Linked DNA regions of Sus scrofa: all the other regions are linked to region 3. A link is a contact called in public HiChIP or PLAC-seq and promoter capture Hi-C data. All regions are on one chromosome and are shown on one strand. Each heading gives the region's core, a stretch centred on a gene start, on an enhancer-like site or on the middle of the called end of the contact. The rest is flanking DNA. Distances are from core to core; before and after follow the strand shown. Region 1 holds the start of LOC100621388 (zinc finger protein 16). Region 2 holds the start of BOP1 (ribosome biogenesis protein BOP1). Region 3 holds the start of ZC3H3 (zinc finger CCCH domain-containing protein 3).

What was found. Promoter capture Hi-C pulls out the DNA fragments that hold promoters and counts their contacts. HiChIP or PLAC-seq counts read pairs in DNA pulled down with a chosen protein or histone mark.
Region 1: a promoter capture Hi-C map of fetal liver shows a contact between it and region 3, with 2.5 times the contacts expected there. The contact joins the promoter of LOC100621388 here to the promoter of ZC3H3 in region 3. A contact is called at or near these places in 1 of 5 promoter capture datasets (fetal liver) and 1 of 2 datasets of contacts at active chromatin or transcription factors (alveolar macrophages).
Region 2: a contact with region 3 is called in an H3K27ac HiChIP or PLAC-seq map of alveolar macrophages. The contact joins the promoter of BOP1 here to the promoter of ZC3H3 in region 3. A contact is called at or near these places in 1 of 5 promoter capture datasets (liver) and 1 of 2 datasets of contacts at active chromatin or transcription factors (alveolar macrophages).

What each region holds. Positions count from the first base shown.
Region 1 is chr4:107,448-110,480 of Sscrofa11.1, reverse strand. It overlaps LOC100621388 (zinc finger protein 16), which reads left to right and starts at 1,654. Exons shown (of 4, transcript XM_021090457.1): 1 at 1,654-3,033.
Region 2 is chr4:485,269-488,216 of Sscrofa11.1, reverse strand. It overlaps BOP1 (ribosome biogenesis protein BOP1), which reads right to left and starts at 1,655. Exons shown (of 16, transcript XM_013988007.2): 1 at 1,515-1,655; 2 at 367-522. The coding sequence starts at 1,604. HSF1 (heat shock transcription factor 1) reads left to right here and starts at 1,752. Exons shown (of 13, transcript NM_001243819.1): 1 at 1,752-2,031. The coding sequence starts at 1,915.
Region 3 is chr4:1,008,140-1,011,295 of Sscrofa11.1, reverse strand. It overlaps ZC3H3 (zinc finger CCCH domain-containing protein 3), which reads right to left and starts at 1,369. Exons shown (of 11, transcript XM_021090418.1): 1 at 985-1,369.

The sequences.
Region 1 (3,033 bases), core at 405-2,904, 900 kb after region 3:
ATCGGAGCCGTAGCCACCAGTCTACGCCAGAGCCACAGCAACATGGGATCCGAGCCGCGTCTGCAACCTACACCACAGCTCACGGCAACGCCCAATCCTTAACCCGCTGAGCAAGGGCAGGGACCGAACCCTCAACCTCATGGTTCCTAGTCGGATTCGTTAACCACTGCGCCACGATGGGAACTCCCTATTTTTGTTATTTCTATTCTAACTTTCATAGTTTAATTTTCCTGTAAAATGCATACTTTAAAATATTTGTATTCTTCATGTCTAAGCGTATCATCGGTTTAATCAGTTTTTGTAAAATGTTCTGTGGACAGCCCCATGAACATTACATATGGTATATACGTAAGGCATTTGTTTTCCATCAATCTGTCTAATCATGTACTGATTGAGGGATTCAGTTCTTCCACATGCACCCTCATGTTCTTATCAAGCAACGTCTGTTCTGATTCTACCGAGTTCTTCCTGCCTGTCCCTTTCTGTCCAGTTACTGTTAGGTAGTGAGTGTAGATTGGGAAAGAACTAAAAGGTGGCAAAAGCCAGACAGCTTGGGAACAAAAATAACCTCATGAAGCACAAAGCTGCAAGACAAAAATAGGTGGAGAAACTGTTAAATTGTAACAACATAACTATTTTTGTGTGTCTTTCGTCTTTTCAGGGCCGCACAGGTGGCATAGGGAGGTTCCCAGGCTAGGGGTCGAATCGGAGCTACAGCTGCCAGCTTACACCACAGCCAGAGCAACGCAGGATCTGAGCTGGGTCTTCGACCTACACCACAGTTCAGGGCAACACCGGATCCTGACCCCATTGAGTGCGGCCAGGGATCGACTCCGCAACTTCATGTTTCCCGGTCGGATTCGTTTCTGCTGCCCCACGATGGGAACCCACGATGGGAACTTTTGCAACAACATAACTTCTATCTTCCCTGTTTCTTACTCCATCACAAACCTGTGCTAAAAATAGAAACCACCTCTTTTTTGAGGTCACTAACTGCTCCCTAAGCAGCGGGGAGCCTGCGTTCTCGCTGCTCAGCGCTCCCGGCCACTTCGTTGGTCGATAAACCGGCTGAGACCTCATTGCTCCACCCCCCGCCTCCTTCCTCCCCGCCATGTCTAACAGCTACCGCTCGGCTAGTTGCGCCCACAGCCAGTCATCGCGAGGCAGCTGGCGCTCCAGGCGCCTCCCGAGAGCAGAGGGTGTCGGGAGCTCACTGACGGAGTCGTCAGGCTCCCCGCGCCTAGAGCTGCCTCGCTGGGCTGGGCGAGGGGGGCGGGGAAGCAGCGGGCCGGAAGTTGAGGGGGACTTCCGGGGTCAGCCTGTGGGCCGCCTCGAGGCGTTGCGCGGTTCTGGGAGCGGCTGCGGTGGGGGATGCTCGCGCGCGAGGCTCCTCCACGTCGCAGCCCGCGCTCCCGCCTGACTCCGAAGTCCCCGCGGTGGGTGCTGGTCCCAGGAGGCCCCGACTCGGGTGCGCGGCGTGGGGGAGGGCTGCGGGGGCGGCCCCTGGACGGTGCGCGGCGGGGCCGAGCAGCGCCTGCCCGGGGAGCGCGGCTGCGGGAGTGCGAGGGCAGGCCTTCTGGCGCGGGCGGTTGGGGCGGAGAAGGGGGCCTCAGGAATCGGCGCGGTCGTCGGAGCTGTGAGGAGCCGGTGAGAAATGATTGGGGTTGTCGCTTGGTTCCGGGTGTTCTGCTTGGGGGCCCAGTCGGTGGTCGTTTCGCCCTGAAGCTGAAGAAGGGCATTTCTCCCCCCAGGGGAGTGGGGCTGAGGGTGGGTCGTGCCGGCGCCGCGGGTACCTGCCGAGGACTGGTGGCTGCTGGTCCCCACAGGTTTGTCTTTGCTTGGCACCAGGTTGAGCCCAATGCCAGTTGAATCGACTTCCAAGCTCGTTGGTAGAATTCATTTCCTGAGGTTGCTTTTCCTTGCTGACTGCCATTAGCTCCTGGAGGCCGCACTCCTTGCGCATGACCCATGCTTCTGAGTCAGCGAGTTTCATGGGATTAGTGGGTCCACGAGGATAATCCAGGCCCATAACCTTAACCTTAATTTCCTCTGCAAAGTCTCTTTTTGCTGTGTAGGGTAGGTTCCAGGGATTATTATGGGACATGGGTTGGGAGGGGCATTCTCCGCCACAGTCTCTGTCTCTGTTCTTCTGGGCAAGAGCCCACATGTACTGAAGCAAGAAAAGCAAGATGTTAAATGAGTGTGGTTTGGTACAACTTAAAAAGGCAAAGATATTATAAACGTATTTGCCTGTGTAAGCTTAGAGAAATTTGGAAGGGGACCTTGGAAACAGGGAAGGGAACCGAGTGGCTGGCTGGGGATATTTCAACTTAACGCCTCTTTAATTTTTTGAATTTTGAGCCACATGACGTTTCCCTTACTCAAGAGACAATTTTAATTTCAAGAATTCTAAAATAAAGTGAATTTGCAGTTCCTGTTGTGGCGCAGCAGAAACGAATCTGACTAATATCCATGAGGATACAGGTTCGAGCCTTGGCTTCGCTCAGGAGGTCAGGGATCTGGCGTTGCTGTGAGCTGTAATGTAGGTCGCAGATGCGGCTCAGATCCCGTGTGGCTGTGGCTGTGGCGTAGGCCGGCAGCTGTAGCTCTGATTTGATCCCTAGCCTGGAAACGTCCATATGCCCCAGGTGTGGCCCTAAAAAGCAAAAGCAAAAGCAAAAAAAAAAAAAGTGAACTAAATAACTACCGCAAATGAGAGAGAGTGAAGGCTACCCCCTCGAGGTCATCGTCTGCTCTCTCCTGCTGCTGCATGGATGGGTGCCAGGAGTCTTCTCAGATGTCAGTCTGCGTGCCCAGGCCAGGTTGATCTTCCTGTGCTTTTCCCTTAGTTCTGTCTCTCCTGAGGGAGAAATGCGGCTGGTGCCTCACTTTCATCAGGTCGTCAAGGCCTCTTTAAATCTGACCCTTAGTAATTCTGCCTCTGAGCTCTGTCCACACCTCTGCCCTGTGTCACCTCTGCCTTTTCCCACTTTCCCAGCCAGGCAGGGCTTGAACTCTCTTCTTCAACCCATC
Region 2 (2,948 bases), core at 406-2,905, 520 kb after region 3:
CACAGCGACAGATTACAAAGCCTCGGGGTTGGGGGGTGGGGACCAGAGCGCCCCCAGCTGCCCCAGGCGGCCCCCAGCACGCAGATCTCCACCTCAGGCTTTGCCCCCTAGGAAACCCAGCCTCCAGCTAAGTCTAGCAAAGACTCAGCCCGGGAAGGGTGACATCAGAATCACGGTGGGTGGCTCACAGCCATGGAGATTTTCCGGGTTCCTACTGCGGTTGAAAACTGGTGCCCTAGGGCTCAGAACCCCCCCCCCCCGCACCAGAGGAAAGAGAAAGCAGAGCCCGCGAGCTGGCAGGCACTCTCCCGGCCACCCGCCCGGAGAGCGAGGACGAGCACACCAGAACACTGCTCGCTCACCCACCTGCTGCCCCGTGGCCTTCTCCATCCTGCTGTGCTGCTCCTCGCCGCTGGCCCCGTCCTCCTCCTCACTGCTGTCACTGCCAGAATCTTCCAGGCCTGAGAACACACTCTCCTCGCTGTCAGACAGGCTGGGAGCCGGGGCGCCGGGGAGAGAGGGCTGCAAGGAGCACACTGTCGGTGACCAGCTCTGTGTGGCGCAGGACCAGAGCTGCTTCTGAGCAGACTTCTGCCCACCAGACACCACCCCGGCCCTAACTCCACCAGACAGGGTGCACGGTGGAACAAGAACCTGCAGACTCTTAGCAAGCATTCATTGGAAGGCAAAATTCTAGATTTCATTGTTTTTCAATAGTTCCTGAGTCTCTCGCCAAACTGGACAGCCTGCACGGAGCAGCTACCAAACAGCACTCAGCACACACTCTATCGTGCCTAACTAGCTACACAATTACAACGGCAAGTAAAAATGGCACAAATGTTTTGGGCACAAACACAAACAGCCGCTGATGAATACAGAGGCAAAAGCACTACAAGTGGGTGAGCATGGTGCCCAGAGCTGCCTGCCGGCCAGGGAGCACCACGAGCACTTGTCACAAGTGAAGGGGCAGCCTGATAAACCAGCAACGTGGAGTCCCAGCTGCGAGGCTCGACTGCACAAGCCTGCTATGGCTTTCTACCACCGAGATTTGATGAGATTTGATGACACCCCCACAGCGCGGCTGGGGTTCCGCTGGACAGGAAGAGCATGAGTCCAGCTAAAACGGGCCGTCCAGTGCAGCAGGCGCTGCTTTCTCATCCTCGTTTCCTCTTCTACAACGTCTAACGTGTCAGGAACATTTGGCTATACAAGCAGCTACTGCAGGCTCAAATCTTCTGCGCCCAGATGACAATTCAAAGGCCCAGGAAGACCGCTGCGCAGGACGCCGGCTCTCCTTCCTTATTCTCTCCGGCCCAGACCTTCTTCCGACCCACACAACCGCCAGCCAGCTCCCTGCCCAGGACGCCCCCGCAAGGCCGCCGGGGCGGAGGACAGGAGACCCCTCCCTCCTCGCATTCCCAGGCCCGCCGGGCGCTGGGCGGGATCGCTCCCCGGCCGGTGCCGCGGCCCAGCCCCGCCGCCCCCCCCCGCTCCCGCTCCCGCTCCCGCGTCACCTCCTCCGGCTCCCGCCCCGGCTCCAGCATCCGCTTCCCGGGCCGCGTCCCGGCCACCGCCACGCGCCGCGCGCCCTGAGGTCCCGCCATGCCGCCCGCCGGTCTGCCCTGCGCCGCCACTTCCGGCAGCGACGCGACCGCGTGGGCCTGGGGGCGGGCCCGCGGGGTCAGAGGGCGCCGGGCGGGACGGGGGCCGGTGTGCGTGCGCGCGCCGTGGGACGCGGGCGGCGCCGGCGGGAGCGCGCCCGTCGCAAGATGGCGGCGGCCATGCCAGGCCCCGGGGCCGTGTGTGCGCAGCGGGCGGCGGCGCGCGGCCCGGGCGGCAGGCGCGGCAGCGGCGCTAGCCCGGCCCTCAGCCCCTCCTCGCGGTCCCGCCTCCGCCTCTCCCACCTTGCCCGGTATGGATCTGCCCGTGGGCCCGGGCGCGGCGGGGCCCAGCAACGTCCCGGCCTTCCTGACCAAGCTCTGGACTCTCGTGAGCGACCCGGACACGGACGCGCTTATCTGCTGGAGCCCGGTGAGGGGCCGAGGGCGCCGGCCCGGGGCGGGGAGGCCGCGGCGCGGGGGCCCAGGACGGGCAGGCCCGGACCCCGCCTCGCAGGCCCGGTGTGGGGGTGGGGAGCAGGGGGTAGTGCGGGGAGAAGCGTCGCAGGCCCGCTGGAGGTCGCTCCTGTCCACGCCGCTCTCCCGCGTTGGGTAGGAAGGGCTTCTGCCTCCGTGGGCTTGCGCTTGCTGCCTGTGGGACGACTGCGGGACGCGTCTGTGCTTAGAACAGCCCCCGGCTTCGCTAGTGGACGCTGGGCCCCGGTGGCCCCAGAGTTCCAGTGGTGTGGTGGGCAGTTATTCAGGGTAAATCAAGTCTCGGCCCTGGAACTGGAGGGCGTTTCTCTAGTTCGAAAGGAGAGGGAGCGAAAACAGAAAGCACAACGTCATAAAGTTCAGGCTGGTCTCGAGCCCGGGTCCAGATCCCAGAGCTGCTTTCCCAAGAGCGACTCGTGTTTCTTGCTCTGTGCGCGACTTTATTCACGCCCTGTCTCCCGTTGCCTGGCAGCGGGCAGGTGATTTACATGGTCTGACTCCGCAGGCTGGACAACTCCAGTTTGCGGAGGTTGGACTTGGAGATGGACGTCCTGGCTGTGACGTCGAGGTGGGGCAGGTCGGAGCCACGGCTCGCGGCTGGCAGGGGGGTGGCCTAGGCCACCGTAGTCGTAGGCAGGCTCCGGGCGCCTCCAAACGTGCTTACTCTCCTGAGCGCCCAAACGCTGGATTTCTTGGACCCCACTGAGTTGTTGCCTGTCATCCTGCTGAGCCCTTGGAAAGGAAGAGCAGTCTGGGCTGAAAGGAGCCCAGAGCTGGAGGCCACGTTCTCTCGTTCCACTTGTCCCTTTGAGGAGACCAGAAACCGTGCTGCATTCCCTTGGGGACACTGTGTGT
Region 3 (3,156 bases), core at 120-2,619:
ACTCTCCCCCATATGCTTTCCAAGTCCTTTAGTCTTCTCTTTGTGGTATAACTTTAAAAGGGGAATTTTTTTTTTTTTAAGTATAGAAAACCAACTTAGGTCTAAAATTGGAAAAGTTTGGAAACTGAAGCCTGGGGAGTCTGGGCCCCGAAAATCAAGGAGTGCGGCTGTACGAGAAAAAGGAGCTTTTGACCGTGCCTCCAGGGGAGAAACAGGCCCCCCCGGCCCCCCGCCGCGCCAGAGCCCAACCCCCGCCGCCCGCTGTCGGGCACCGGGAGCGAGGGGACCAGCCCGCCCGCGGGGGTGACAGAGCCGCCTCCCGCCGGTTACAAAGCGACTGCCCCACTGCCACCCGCCGCAGCGCCGGAAACGCCCGCACCATCGGTGGACGAAACCCGAGCTGGGGCTGACCCCGGCCGGCAAGGAAGGCCCCCGGGTGCCCTAGCCCCAGCCCGACCCCACCTACCTCCCCACCCGACCCGACCTGGCCGCCGAGAGAGCGGGCGAAGAGCGACCCCCTTCGGGGAGGCGGGCAGGGGGCCGCCGCGAGGCGAGAGGAAAGAAAGGGACGAGCGACCCGGGCCCTACCCGACCCACCCTGCAGGAGGCGGATCTGCCGCCGTAATTGCTCCTTTTCCTCCATCTCCGGAGTCCGCGACGCCCGGCCAGGCCCCCGCGACGTCATCGCCGCGCGACCGCTTCGCCGCGGGCGGGGCGGAGCGCGAGGCGGTACCGAGACTGCGCACTGCGGCGAGGCCCGGGCGAGGGCCGGGGCTCCGCAGGGAGAGGGGGCGACCCGCCGTCGCCCTGGCAACGCCTTGGGGAGGCGGGGCCGCGCCGTGCAGAGCCGGGGCGGGGGGCGACGTCACTACCGAGCGCCGGGAAGGGGCCTGGCGGCGCCCGCGCTGGTCCGCGCCCTGGCCGCCTTCGCTGCGAGTTCCCGTGCGTTCAGGCCTGGGCAAGGGGCCGAGTGTCAGACCCTACCCCAGCCGCAGCGCAGTTCCTTCGGCGTAGATTTATGCTCTGGGGGCTTAGCGGGAGCGACCTGGTAGAACGCGGGCCCAAGAGGCTCTGTCGTTGTTGCGCGAGTCGCCGGGAGAAACGTCTGAAAATGGGGCGGCCCTGAGGAGGCTGGTTACACCTCTGGAAACATGGGCGGTCTGGGGGTGTCGGCGGAAACAAGTATAAAACGGATGGGTGGAGTTCCCGTCGTGGCTCAGTGGTTAACGGGTCCGCCGAGGAGCCGTGAGCTCCCGGCCTCGCTCGGTGGGCAAAGGGTCCGGCGTTGCCGGGGGCTGTGGCGTAGGTCGCAGCGGCGGCTCAGATCCACGCTGCGGCGCCTGTGGTGCAGGCTGGCGGCTGCGGCTCTGATTAAACCCCTGGCCTGGGAACGCCCATATGCCGCAGGTGTGGCCCTAAAAAGGCAAAATAAGTTAATAAATAAAAACATGGGTGAAGTCCTGTACACTGCTGGGGCTGTAAAAGCTTGTAAAAACCCCTGTACGTTGCTGAGCCACCGTGAGAAACAGTGTGGTGGTTCCCCAAAAAGTTAAAATCAGAGTTCCCTTCTGTCACAGCCACTTAAGGATCCCGCGGCTGGGGTCGCTGCTGTTCCCTCTGGGAACTGCCACGTGCCGGTGGTCTTGGCCAAAAACAGCCTAGAACGCGGCTTGACCCAGCAGGTCCACTTCTGGGTAGATACCTTGACGAGGTGAGAACAGGACAGCGGATGAAGCACTAGCCATTCACAATAGCCAGAGGGCGGAACTAGCCCGAGTGTCTGTAGGGGTGAAGGCGCACACATCCACACCACAGAATAGGATTTAGCCTTGAAAAAGAACGAATCATGCTCAGCATAAGTGAATCTCAAAAACATCATGCTAAGTGAAATGAGCCAGTACAAAAGGACAAAAATGGTGAGGTTCCACTTACATGAAATATCTGGAAGAGGCAAAATTAGAGGAAGAAGATCAGAGGTCACCAGAGGCTGAAGGGAGGAGACGGGAGGAGATAGTGCCTCCCGGGCACACGGTTTCCGTTTGCCGGGACGAACAAGCTGTGGAAACAAGTAGGGTGATGGTCGTACAACACTGTCACTGCACTTAAGGCCACTGAATTGGACACGAAGAAATGATATTGTGGGTCGGTGGTAATGAACCCGGCCAGGATCCTTGAGGACCCAGGTTTGATCCCTGGCCTCAGTCAGTGGGTTAAGGATCCAGCATGGCCATGAGCCAGGGTGTAGGCTGAAGATGCGGCTCCGATCCCGCTTTGCTCTGGCTATGGTGTAGGCTGGGAGCTGCAGCTCCGATTTGACCCCTAGCCTGAACACTTCCATATGCTGCGAATGCGGCCCTAAAAAGCAAAAAAAAAAAAAAAAAAAAAAAAGAAAAAGCAAAAAAAATGATTGTATGACAGCTTATATGTTGTAAATGTTTTACCACACACACAAAAAAAATAATGGACAATGTCTGCCGCAGACCTGAGCAACAGGAAATGTTTAAAAGAGATTCTTCAGGCTGAAAGGAAATGATGCAATATGGAAACAGCTACATGAGGAAAGAGGACAGGGAAGGGAAAACACGTTAATTTTTTAAATTCTTACTTATTTTCTCTAAAAAAAAAGTTTCAATAAAAGTAATAAAAACGTTTTGCGGGTTTATAACCCTTAGAGGTACAACCTATGCCAATGATGGTGCAAGGGGTACACGCACTGTGCCCTGCAGGTAAGGGTGCAGCCCACAGCCTGCTCCCAGGCCTGCCTCCTACCTCCCAGGGGCCAGTGTCAGTCCACGTACAGTGGTGGGCCCCCTGGGGCTTCTTGGGCAGTGGCGGCACCAGGCTGGGAAGACCGGGCAACAGAGTGGCCCCTGCACTCAGGCCATGAGGTAGGGCTCGGCAGGCCTCGGGCCCTCAGCAATACAAACACTGTTTAAGACCCTGAGGCTGTGATGAAATGCTGAGGGCGAGTTCGGGGAGTTCTCAGAGAATGAGAGAGATGGCGTTTCTCACCAGCCCTCTTAGCAAGTGCGTCTTTGGGCTTGCCCTGTCTTGCTTCTCTCGAGAAGGCTGCACCTATCACCTGATGAACCAGCCAGGGCTGCCCCCCCCCGCCCCTGGAGGGTGGACCGCGCACGCCCAGTCAGCACCACAGCC